Linked DNA regions of Mus musculus: all the other regions are linked to region 1. Evidence: chromatin contacts called from public Hi-C data. All regions are on one chromosome and are shown on one strand. Each heading gives the region's core, a stretch centred on a gene start, on an enhancer-like site or on the middle of the called end of the contact. The rest is flanking DNA. Distances are from core to core; before and after follow the strand shown.

Region 1 (3,761 bases), core at 543-3,042:
GCTGTGGGGAGAGGTTCAGCACGGATTAAGATGCCCTGACCCAGGGGATCAGGCTGATAGGTGCTGACACACCTGATGCTCTCTGGGCCACCAGAGTTTTTCTTACTGACCCAGGAGTAAAACAGAAACCAGATCTTAGAAGGAGAGCACTAAAAACTATAAAACAAAACAAAACAAAACAAAACCCCTGATGTGTCTTGTTTCTTGTCTTTGGTCTCTGAGGAAGCGACAGTTACTGCTGTTCCTGGATCCTTCATTCTTCACCCTGAAGCACTCCCCACTCACATTCTTCTGGTTGCATGTGCTCACTAAAGCATGTGTTGTATTGCTTCCTCCGTTTATTTCTTATTGTACTTTGCTTCAGACTTGATGAGCCTCTTTCTCTCTCCCTCTCCCTCTCCCTCTTCCTCTTCCTTCCCTCCCCCCTCCCCGCCTTCCTCTCTCTCTCCTCTTGATCAGAAATGTACTACCAGGCCAGAGAAAAGTGGTTGTTATTGGGAAATGCCAGAATACAAAGATGTCTTCATTTGTTGTATGATGTTGTAACAGAATACCCGAGGCTGGGCAATGTGTTAAGCAAAGAGGAACTTGCTCAAAAAAAAAAATCTAAACAGCATGGCTTCTAGCATCTGGTAGGGGGACCCCCCCCCCCAGCTTTGTGGAAGCACAGCAGAAAAGTAGAGGGAAAATAGTCACAAGCAAAGAAACTATACCCACTGCCTGATCAATTTTCTCCCTTGAGGGGCTTTGCCTAGCAAAGGGAGAGTGGCTAAAGCCACGGAAGCTCCGTCTTGCTCCTGTGGCCTGGTGGTCAGCCGCATTGAGATTCTAGATGCCTGCCTGCCTGCCTGCCTGCCTGCCTCTCTTTCTTCCCCTCCCTCTCCCCCTCCCACTTCTCCCTCACTGTCACATCCCTGGATGTCTGGCCCCAGGGATTTCTTGAAATGCTGAGCTGTCCTGGTGTCCACTGGCATTACTGTGTACTCTCCGGCACCAGGGCTGTGACCTCCAGTGTTAGACTAGGCTGCGAATATCTCAAGCTTCCTCTGGACTGTGAGATGTAACAGTGCCCTCCCCATCCCTGCTATCCAACATCAGCTCTTAGGAAACACGCATTTATCTATTTGTGGTTTTGCCTCTTTATTTTCTGTGAAGGTGGGCACGTGTGTCACAGCACACAGGAGCCAGGGGACAGCTCCACGTTACTCGGGTAGGTGCATTGTGTTGTGTTTGTTTGTTTTGCTTTTTTTTGGTTTTTGTTTTGTTTTGTTTTTTTCTTCAGGGCTGCTGCATACTCCAGCCTGGCGTGGGCTTCCAGGCCCCCTTCTGTGTCCACCTCCCACACAGTTGTAGAAATCCTGAGATTGACAGAGGCTCACAGTCACCTCCAGCTTTACATGCAGGTCTTGGGGGTTGACTTCTGGTCCTCAGGCTTCCATTTCCCCTCTCCCCCTCAACCTCTCACTGGACCCTTTGCTCTTTTTCCCCTTTTCAGTCTCAGTAGTCAGCCTAACCTTGCCTGAACTCTCTATTTCAGCCGAATTTCAACTCATGACCTTCCTGCTGCTTCTTGCCAAGTGCTGGGACTGTGGGCAGGCGCCGCTGTGTCCAGCCTTGCAGGACAGTGAGAAAACCAAACCAGGATCCACTCTAAATCAATTGCATGAAGCGTCTCAGGGTTGGAACACAGCATTGACGTATTTAACATGTCCCCAGCCAATTGCAGTCAGCAGCAAGAGTCAGAACTATCCCGAAGAACAAGGCTCCCAGAGGTCGGTGCTCTATGATGCCCAGATGCTTAGTAAAAGCACATCTGGGCTTCGGAGAATTCAGGATTCTACTGATCTAGGGAGGTGGCCACCATTTTTATTCCCATGGGGTTTCCAAGTGAGGTGAAGGCTGTTTGAAGGGGTCCTCAGTGTGAGCACAGTTTTGAGGGTGGTGTGATCATGAGCCCCACCTTACACATAAGTCAACGGAGTCACAACCGTGACCCAGTCAGAGCTGACAACGGTGACCCTCAGACTTCAGACCTCAGCAGTAACTGCTTCATCTTACACCAGGCGACCATGCAGCTGTAGCCACGTGGAAGCTTGCCCGGTGGGCTGCGCAAACTCAGTCCCAAATTCCTGCTGGCAGAAAGGAAGATGCATCAAAGATTACAAAGCTAATTTAGGTTCATTAATCAAGATAACGTTAATTGTTCCAGTCTTCTCAGTGAAGGACCACTAATGCATACAGAAATACTTCATCCAAGACAACTCAGATGTTATCTCCTCCGGGGAATTCATGAGGAAAGCTGTTTTGGGGGATGGACTCGGAGCTCTGTGCATCTTGCCTGGGTGGCCAGGGTGTCGTGGGAAGGCAGAGCTCCAGTTCCAGGAGACTCCAGGCTATTCCTCAGTGCCCTAGCAAAGGAAGGCCTCATTTAAATTATGTGTAAAAGTCAGAAGTCAGACCTGAGTGTGGGGGCACATGTCAGCCTGTCACCCAGTGCTTGGGAGACAGAAGCAGTAAGATGGTAAGCCAGCTTGGGCTACATAGCAAGACTCTTGACTCAAAAGAAAATTAGAAGTCAGGGGCAATACTGCCATAACTATATTATATTAATTATATTATATAGAATTATGTGGCTGCATGTGTGCCTGTGCGCACGCACACGCATGCAGGTGCTCTCATGTCACATCATGTATATGGTGGTCAGAGGAGAGCGACCTCGGTGTTGATCCAAAGCCTCTTGTCTGTTGCCGTGTAGTCCAGGCTAGCTTGGCAGCTAGCTTCCAGGGATTGGTTCTCCCAGCCCTCCCTCTCCTCTCTCTACAGCAGTGTTGAGATTGTAGACATGTACTTCCATGTCCCCGTGTTACATGGCTTCTGGGGATCAGATCCCAGACCCTCACATTGTACAGTAACAACCCCTATGTAATCTGTCAAGTCGGCGGCTCCCTGAGCAGATGAGTGGCTAGTTCAGTTCCCCCACCCCGGCATGTTTCTTACTAGTGCAGATATCTGTTTGACTTCCATACTGAGGACCAAGAGAGGACTTTCCAGACTCCTGGAGGAAGCGGGCTTTCCCCCATTTATGAACTCGCCTCCCAAGCTCCCTTCTCCATGTGTCTCTCCGTGGAACAGTGGTCCTTGCATTGGAAGAGGGTTATGAAACAGAGACCATGCAGTAAAGTTAGGCTCTGATTCTGCATCCCATCTTCCTCCTCCTGCATGGGGGTCTGTTTCTCAGAACGGAACCAAAGAGGCAAGAGAAACTTCAGTAAACCACCCAGTGCAGATGCTACTCCAAGTGTGTCCAACCTGGGCTCATGGCCTCCTGCCACCAAAGATGTTTATGAGTATGGCCCAACACAATGGTGTGTGTGTGTGTGTGAGAGAGAGAGAGAGAAAGAGAATGTGAATGTGTGTATATGTATGAATGAGTGTGTGACTGTGTGTATGTGAGTGTGTATGAATTTTTGTGAGACTCTGTGAATGAGTGTGTGTATGTTTATGTGAGTCTGTATGAATTTTGTGAGACTCTGTGTATGAGTGTGTATGTGTGTATGAATGTGGGTGTGTGACTCTATGTTTGAGTGTGTGTGAGTATGAATGTGTGTCTGTGACTGTATGAGTGTGTGTAAGTGTGCATGAATGTGTGACTCTGTGTGCATGAGTGTGTATGTATGAATGTGTGTGACTCTGTGTTTGAATGTATGTGTGTATGAATAAGTGACTCTGTATGAGTGTGTGTATGTATATGAATGTGTGTG
Region 2 (3,761 bases), core at 708-3,207, 100 kb after region 1:
AGACAAGGTAAAATGTTTGGCCCACATCAGGTGTGTTTGAAGAGAAGCTTTAGACAGGCAGCTGCCCAGTGTGCTGTGTAACAAACAGCACCGCACCGAGCGAGCGCCATTGGTCTTTGCTGACACAGGGTGGGAACAGGGGTTAGGATGCTTCTGAGAGCTGGGGCCCGACCTGGAGCTGCCCCAATTCTCCACAGACACCTCATTGTGGATTCCTTTACTTGTGGCTTTTCCTTATTTTCCCCTCTTCCATTTTTATATGAGAACATTACCAACTACTGCTTGTACTCTCTCTCTAAGTCTTTCCTTCCCTCGCTCCCTCCCCCCTCTTTCTGTCTCTTCTTCTCTCTTCCTCTTTCTTTCTCTCATTTCTTCTCTGTTCCCCTCCTCATCTCCTTCCCCTCAAGAATATTAGAGGTGGGAAAGACCCAGGTTTGCAGTCTAATCTGAGTCACGTCAGCATCTTCCCTGGACAGCATGCTCCTCCCTGGATGTTAGTTGACTCTGGGCCACACCCAGTTTCCCCTGCCATTGAGGGTACCCATGTCCCAGTGGCTGGCACTGGCTAGTTGTGAGGTATGACTGAGTCTACCTCTGGTAAAATTCCATAATAGACATGGCACCACCCTCTGGAGTGGCTTCCTATAGACACGACTGGTAAATAGAAACAAAACATTTTCCTCTTCTTATTGTATTTTTATTTTTTTGTTTTGAGACAGGATTTCATGTGACCCAGGATGGCCTCAAACTCAGTATCTAGCCGAAGTTGACTTAGAACTTCAGATTCCCTGCCTCTATTCCCAGAGTTTACAGGGATGTGCTACAGGGATGTGCCATTGCACTAGGTTTATGTGGTGCTGAGGGGTAAACCCAGGGTTTAATCAAGCCTTGGAAGCCCTCTGTCACCTGAGCTGCACTCCAAGACCCTGTCCTTGCTTATTAAAGCAGGTCTGGTTCCATGGCCAGGGCAAGCTCTGGGCTCCACGTGAGCTCAGTGTGAAGCAAACTCCCACTGAGCTTTGCCGAGCCTTGCCCCTTCTCCTTTCCTTCTCTTCCTTTACGCCCTTCCCCTGACCCCTTGATCTTCAGTGTCTTTTTTATTTTTGGATAAATGCATACAGGTATACAATGTGTTATGTAACAACCACCCTACGGCCTTCACTCAACTCCTCTCAGAATACCCTGACAGCCTTCTCCCAATTTCATGTCCTGTCCTCTCTTGTTAGAGCTTCTGTCACCCGCCGAGTTCAATGAGCACTGCCCACCCATGGGTTTGGGGTCACCCCCTGGAGCAGCCTCCCAGCCATCCCACAGGGAACAGGGAAAGCTTAATTCCAACCCCATCTGGGCCCTGACATCCAGCTCAGAGCTGTTCTGCTCTGTTGCTGTGTAGAGGGACGTGCTGGTGTCTCTAGGAATTGTGCTTAGCAATGTGACACTTATTCCTAGTCCCTGCCTGCCTGCTGCCTTCCTCTGTGCTTGCCTGCCCAAGACCCTGCCCTGTGACTCTTTCCCTAACACAAAAAGAAAACTTCCTCACTAAAGAAAACACCCCCCACCCCCCAGTAGCCGTCAACAGCCAGGAGTTCCTCACCCCTGTACCACTTTTGAAACCACTCTTAGACTGCACCACACACACAGGAGTTCCGCCCAAGGTGCCCACTCTTTGGGCCTCTGATTCTTCGTCTCTCAAATGAAGGTAGCTCACCACACACACTAAGGAAGATTATTCCGAGGCTGGGTAAAGGTGTTGTGTCTGGGAAGGCTGTGAACGTGGATACCCAACGGCTAGAGAATTAGTAACAAGAAAACGGAAATTGTATTGAAGGGTTTCAGTGTAGTTGTTATTTCGTGTGGTTGTCCTGGTCATCGCTGCCCAATAAAAGGCAGTAAGTGCATTCATTCCCTTGGCTAAGGAAAACACCTTCCAGCTCCCAAGTGCAGGGCTGCCCTCTAGTGGTCTCTGTGCGGATGTGAATTTTAAAAAATCGGTTTTTAAAACTCATGTGCGTGTTTGCATGTTCCTGTGACTGTGTTCATGCATGTGGATGTAGCTGCACACATGTCACGACATGCATGTAGAGGTCACGGGACAATCTCCTGTATCAGGCCATGCCTTCTACCTTGTTTGAGACTGGGTCTCTTCTTGACCATTGTAAATGCCAGGCTAGCTGGCTCACAAGCTCCCAGGGTGCTCAACCCCCTAGCCCCCTGTAAGAGCTCCGGGATTACAGATGCGCACCACCATGCCTGGCTTTACATGGCATTGGGGGATCTGAACTCAAGACCACACACTTGTTCAGCAAGCACTGTACCTACCGAGCCAGCCCAGAGAATAAAATCTTGCAGACAGATGGCAAACTGTCATTCTCAGTAGCCCACAGGTGTTCTCCAGGGATAAATTACACACCCCGTGGTCACTCTGACCTCTCCAGCATTCTTGTTTACATACGCACACACTTCTGAGTGTTGGAAGAACTCTTGGTGTCTACCGTGGGAGCCAGAGCAGGTCAGTGTGTGCACCCTGAGAGAAGCACTCTGAGCGTAGAACCGCTGGCATTTGTGTGAGAGAGAGGTCGATTTGTCTTACAGAATATGCTTAGGTGATGGTGCCCACTGGCTGATCCAGTCTTCAGGGTGAGTGGAGGTTGGAGATCCAGGGGGAGTTGCTAGTTCAAGGCCGGAGGCGGTGTGGTCTATCGGCCTTGTTTCTGCTTCTCTGGTGAGTGTGGGTGAGATCTAGCCACTTACAGGGAGTAATTGGTGTGAGTTGAAGTCTACTGATTTAAACATAAATCTTTTTTAAAGACACTGTGTGTGTATGTGTGCATGTGTGTTTGTGTATATCTGGGGAGGGTTGCGTATGTGTATCTGTATGTGTCTGTATCTGTGTGTGTCTCTTTGTATGTCTGAGTGTCCATTTGTGGTCTGTGTATATCTTGTATCTGTGTGTGTCTGTGTCTTTGCCTCTCTCTCTCTCTCTCTCTCTCTCTGTGTGTGTGTGTGTGTGTGTGTGTGTGTGTGTGTGTGTGTGTGTGTTTGTGTGTGTGTGTGTGTCTAGGAATCAAAACTTAAGGCCTCTAGAGGAGTAGGGCATACTCCTACCTACTAAGCTGTCTGTCCAGCCCTCTGGATATCAGCCTTATCTTAAAAAATACCTAGACAACAATATCTAGATTGATCTAACCAAATATTTAACTCTTTCCGGATAGATACAGAACATTAACTTAGGTTTTCTGAAAACATTTTTGGATGTATCTGGCATTTGTCTGCAAACATCACCATCCCTTCAGGAGAGAGCCCTGGGCAGTGTCTTCATGCTCCATCGTTCTTGTCTTTCATGGCCCCATCTTTTTCTGTCTCTAAACTGCTCCATGCTTAGGATATGTCATGGCTTGAGGCAGCAGCTCCACAGATGTCTGTTTCATAAAGAGCCACATAAATTATGTAGCATCCATTTATGAGCACAACAGACATCTTAACAAGCTATGAATCTATGTGCTCAATATGAATGTTAAAGTAATGGATGAATTTAGTTTTGGATTCAGAATATACTTTCTATTATATTTTAAAAATAAAACCAAATCATAGTGCTTAAAGTGGCTGCTTGTTTTCATTCCCAAGTGGCCTTCTATGTACACAGCCGACCACATCTATGCCTCTGCACTAGGGTTCACTTCCTCTCTGGGTAAGCGGGGGGGGGGGGGGGGGGGAAGGCAGCCTGAAGAGGAGGGCACACTGCTGTCCCCAGCGGCCTCCTG
Region 3 (3,761 bases), core at 584-3,083, 65 kb before region 1:
GCAGCGGGCCAAGCGAGTGGCTTTTGTGTCATTTAAAGCCCAGCACTGACCTGATGAGCCTCATCTACGTTGGAGGCAACACATTTTGCTCCTTGCTTCAGGAATGCTAACCTTGGGCTGTGGAGACGGCACAGAGCTTAAGTGCCTCCCTCACAAACTGGAGGACCGGAGTTTAGGTCCCCAGAAACCAGGGGATGTTGGGTGTGTGGGCCTGTCTGTGATTCCAGCATTGGACTGAGCTGACTGTCAAGATAGCCATATGGGTAGGCTCTGGTTTAAATGAGAGACCTCAATGAATACCTACATATTCATGTGTGCTCACATATGTGCAAACCAGCATGCTTGTATGCACACTGCACACATGCCACACACACACACACAGCACACACCCAGTACACACATGTACTTCACATACCACATACACATACTGGACACATACAGTGTACACACACACCACACATACACACTGCACACATACACTACACAAACACAGTGCACACACTTTACATACCACACACACAGTGCATACACACTTCACACATACTACACACACATACACCACACATACACACTGCACACACACAGTGCAAACATGCACTTCACATACCACACACACATACTGAACACACACAGTGCATACACCACACACACACACACACACTGCACACACATGCTGCACACACACTGCGCACACACACACATACTCACAAACATGGAAAATATTAGACCATATGCCCTCTCTGTGGGTCATACCCCAACACCTCCACGGCATCACCAACCCAGAGTCTCACTAAACCTTGCTGTGCAAAAGTCTACAAGCGGTGTGGGTGCACATATGTAACACCGGCCTTGAGGCAGGTGGGGATCATAATAGCAAGGTCAATCTTGAATACAGTCCTCATCTCAGAAAGGGCTCGTTTGGGAGCTGAAGCAGCTGGTCCGTCAAACAGCAGTAGTCAGGAGCAGAGAGAAATCTGCACACCCGTTTGGTCTGCTTGCTTACTGCTCATGCCCCCCCTGGCCTTCCTCACTCTTTTAAAAGAGTATTTATGGGAGGCAGAGGCAGGCGGATCTCTGAGTTCGAGGCCAGCCTGGTCTACAGAGTGAGTTCCAGGACAGCCAGGGTTACACAGAGAAACCCTGTCTCAAAAAACAAAAACAAAACAAAACAAAACACAACACAACAACAACAACAACAACCACAACAAAAAAGAGTATTTATTTTGGGTGTATGAGTGTTCCTCCTCTCGGTATGTACATGCACCATGTGCATGCTGTACCCCCAGAGGCCAGAAGAGGGCGATGTTGTCCCATTGCCTGAAATTGGAGTTCTGGCCAGCAATCTAGTGTACAAACCCACACAGATACGCAGACACACATAATTACAAATAAAACACGTCTCTACAAAAGAGGGTTCTTTATGAATACCAAAAGGTATGAGCATCTCTCTGGAAATCCAGCAGGTCTTAGGGACTCTACTAGGAACCAGGGACAAAGCCAAAATAGGTGATGCATTATGCTATAGTGTGTCAACATGTTCCCAGGTAGATCCTGGAATCTGAAATTCAAGAGGAAAGAGGTGGTCCACAGGCGTTCTTAACTGGGCATCAGAGCACTTTCTAAAGCACGAGACTCTTAGGCTTTTTTTTTTTTTTTTTTTTTTTTTTTGAGTCATTATCCTCACTGTGGCAGAGATTCAAATCACATTTAATATCTTTCTATTATTTCCACATCATCCATCCACATTCCCAGACCAATAACTCAGCCACGATGGCAGTCGTCAGACCTCACTGGGGAGGAAAATAATTTGATTCTGCTCAGAAAGGACACGTTGGTCTGTGTCACCCCTCTAAGATCAGCAATCAAAGCAATTGTGATTTTCTCCTTTTCCCCTGGCTTGATAAGACCTTTCTCCATAATGAATAAATGTGTATTCATGCACTGACCCCGAGTGTTTTCCCTCTAGAAATAATTGTGTGCCTCTCTGAAGAGACTCCTTATTATCCCCACAGAGAAAAGATGGCTGTGTCACCAGTGGCCCGTGGTTCACTGACGTAGGCCTGTGAGTCAGCTGGACCCTGGACAGTGATCATAGCTGTGACAAGAGGGGACAGACTTCTGCTCTGGGAGTTGCTAATTAGAGAACAGGGAGGGAGTCATGATAGGGAACATTCCAGAAAGGAGTCTCTGCTGAGTTATAATTATGGCTGGGTCAACTCACAGTCACTTATGAAAGTAAAAGAGTTTCCATTGGAACAACCAAAGGCTGAGGGTTTTAAACTTGACACCAAGACATCGCTGTAAAAATGGCTCCTAGCTTGCTCCCTACTGCTGAGTAAACACCATGACCAAACACTTGGAGAGGGAAGGGTTAACTACACCTTAACCCTTGTAGTCCATCCTTCAGGGAAGTGGGGGCGGGGAGGGGGGGGGGACTCAGGGAAGATGGGAACTGAAGACATGAGGGAACTTTGCCTACTGGCCTGTTTCCCATGGCTGGTCCATCCTGCTTTCTTATACAACCCAGGACCCCCTGCCCAGGGAGGTCACACCCACAGTGGGCTGGACCCTCCCACACTCATCAAGAAAATATCTGTGGACTTGCATACAATCTGATGAAGGTGTTTTCTCAGTCGAGAGTCCCTCTTCCCTGACTTGTGTCAAGTTGGACACACACACACACTAGCCAACACACACACACAGTATAGCCAACACACACACACACACACACACACACACACACACACACACACACACACACGTCAGCACACCAAGGGAGCAGTTGAGACAATGCAGATGTAGAAGAGAGGCCAGATTCTGGGATAACCCTACACCTCTCTAAGAAGTACCCACTGTGGCTGAGCCTGCTTGGTAGAGAACTTGTCTAGCATGCACTAGGTCCCAGGTGTGATACACAGCATCACACAAACTAGGAGTGGTGGCTCACACCTGTGATCCGAGCACTCTGGAGGTGGAGGCAGGAGTATCACTGTCTTGCTAGGGGTCATTGCTTCTGGGTTACTTAGAACTAAGTCCAGGAAGCTCATACGTAAATGGGGACAGTGGCTCTGTGGTCAACCGCAGAGGGATTTCAGGGAAGATGTCAACACATGGTCCCGAATCCGAAATGGTTTATTTGTTGGTTATGTTTAGAATTGTTAAATTCCCTTGCTCCACGCCCGCATCTTCCAGTTCTTATAATTAAAATTAGGATGGCTTGGAGGTTCTTTCCTCCCTCCCTCCCTCCCTCCCTCCCTCCCTCCCTCCCTCCCTCCCTCCCTCCCTCCCTCCCTTCCTCCTTCCTTCCCTCCTTCTCTCCCTCCCTCCCTCCTTCCTTTCTTCCTACAGAAGGAAGAGAGACAGGATCTTCTGTATCTTGGGGCAGCATCCAATTCTATGTAACTAAGAATGGCTTAGAACTCCTGAACCTTCTGCCTGTACATCCGAAATGGTTGGATTACAGGCATAAGCCACCACATTTGGTTCAATAATTAAATTAACTAATTAACTGATTGCTCGATCAAATACAGGATTTCATGCAGCCCAGGCTAGTCTCAAACTCAGCATGTAGCTGAGGATACTCTGACTGCTCCCTCCATCCGAGTGCTGGGATTACAGGCGTGTGCATCCATGACCTGCTTACGTGGAGCTGTCAACCAAATCCAGGCCTTTGTGTGTGCTAGGCAAGCACTCTACCAACTGAGCCACACATCCAGCCCTGGAATTGTCTTTTAACCAGAGCATGTGAGAGAGGTCTTTAT

What was found. A called contact is a pair of places that touch in the nucleus more often than the background predicts.
Region 2: a Hi-C map of the N1E-115 cell line shows a contact between it and region 1, with 3 times the contacts expected there. The contact joins two enhancer-like sites. A contact is called at or near these places in 2 of 484 Hi-C or Micro-C datasets (the N1E-115 cell line and bone marrow-derived DN2 thymocytes), 4 of 115 datasets of contacts at active chromatin or transcription factors (cardiomyocytes, embryonic stem cells and heart atrium) and 3 of 9 other capture datasets (adipose tissue, liver and pancreatic islet).
Region 3: a Hi-C map of the N1E-115 cell line shows a contact between it and region 1, with 2.9 times the contacts expected there. The contact joins two enhancer-like sites. A contact is called at or near these places in 4 of 484 Hi-C or Micro-C datasets (the N1E-115 cell line, cerebral cortex and nephron progenitors) and 2 of 115 datasets of contacts at active chromatin or transcription factors (embryonic stem cells and neural progenitor cells).

The regions. Positions count from the first base shown.
Region 1 is chr9:120,273,814-120,277,574 of GRCm38.p6, forward strand. No RefSeq gene overlaps it. Among named protein-coding and RNA genes, the nearest start is that of Myrip, 28 kb to the right of the region's middle. Within about 2 kb of position 1,793, at least 5 of the 459 cell types and tissues checked have an H3K27ac peak or open chromatin away from gene starts, as enhancers often do. A contact at or near this core is called in the N1E-115 cell line, where this site is marked.
Region 2 is chr9:120,376,009-120,379,769 of GRCm38.p6, forward strand. All of the region lies in intron 2 of Myrip (myosin VIIA and Rab interacting protein), which reads left to right. Among named protein-coding and RNA genes, the nearest start is that of Gm34159, 14 kb to the left of the region's middle. Within about 2 kb of position 1,958, at least 13 of the 459 cell types and tissues checked have an H3K27ac peak or open chromatin away from gene starts, as enhancers often do. A contact at or near this core is called in the N1E-115 cell line, where this site is marked.
Region 3 is chr9:120,208,963-120,212,723 of GRCm38.p6, forward strand. No RefSeq gene overlaps it. Among named protein-coding and RNA genes, the nearest start is that of Gm38642, 3.8 kb to the right of the region's middle. Within about 2 kb of position 1,834, at least 7 of the 459 cell types and tissues checked have an H3K27ac peak or open chromatin away from gene starts, as enhancers often do. A contact at or near this core is called in the N1E-115 cell line, where this site is marked.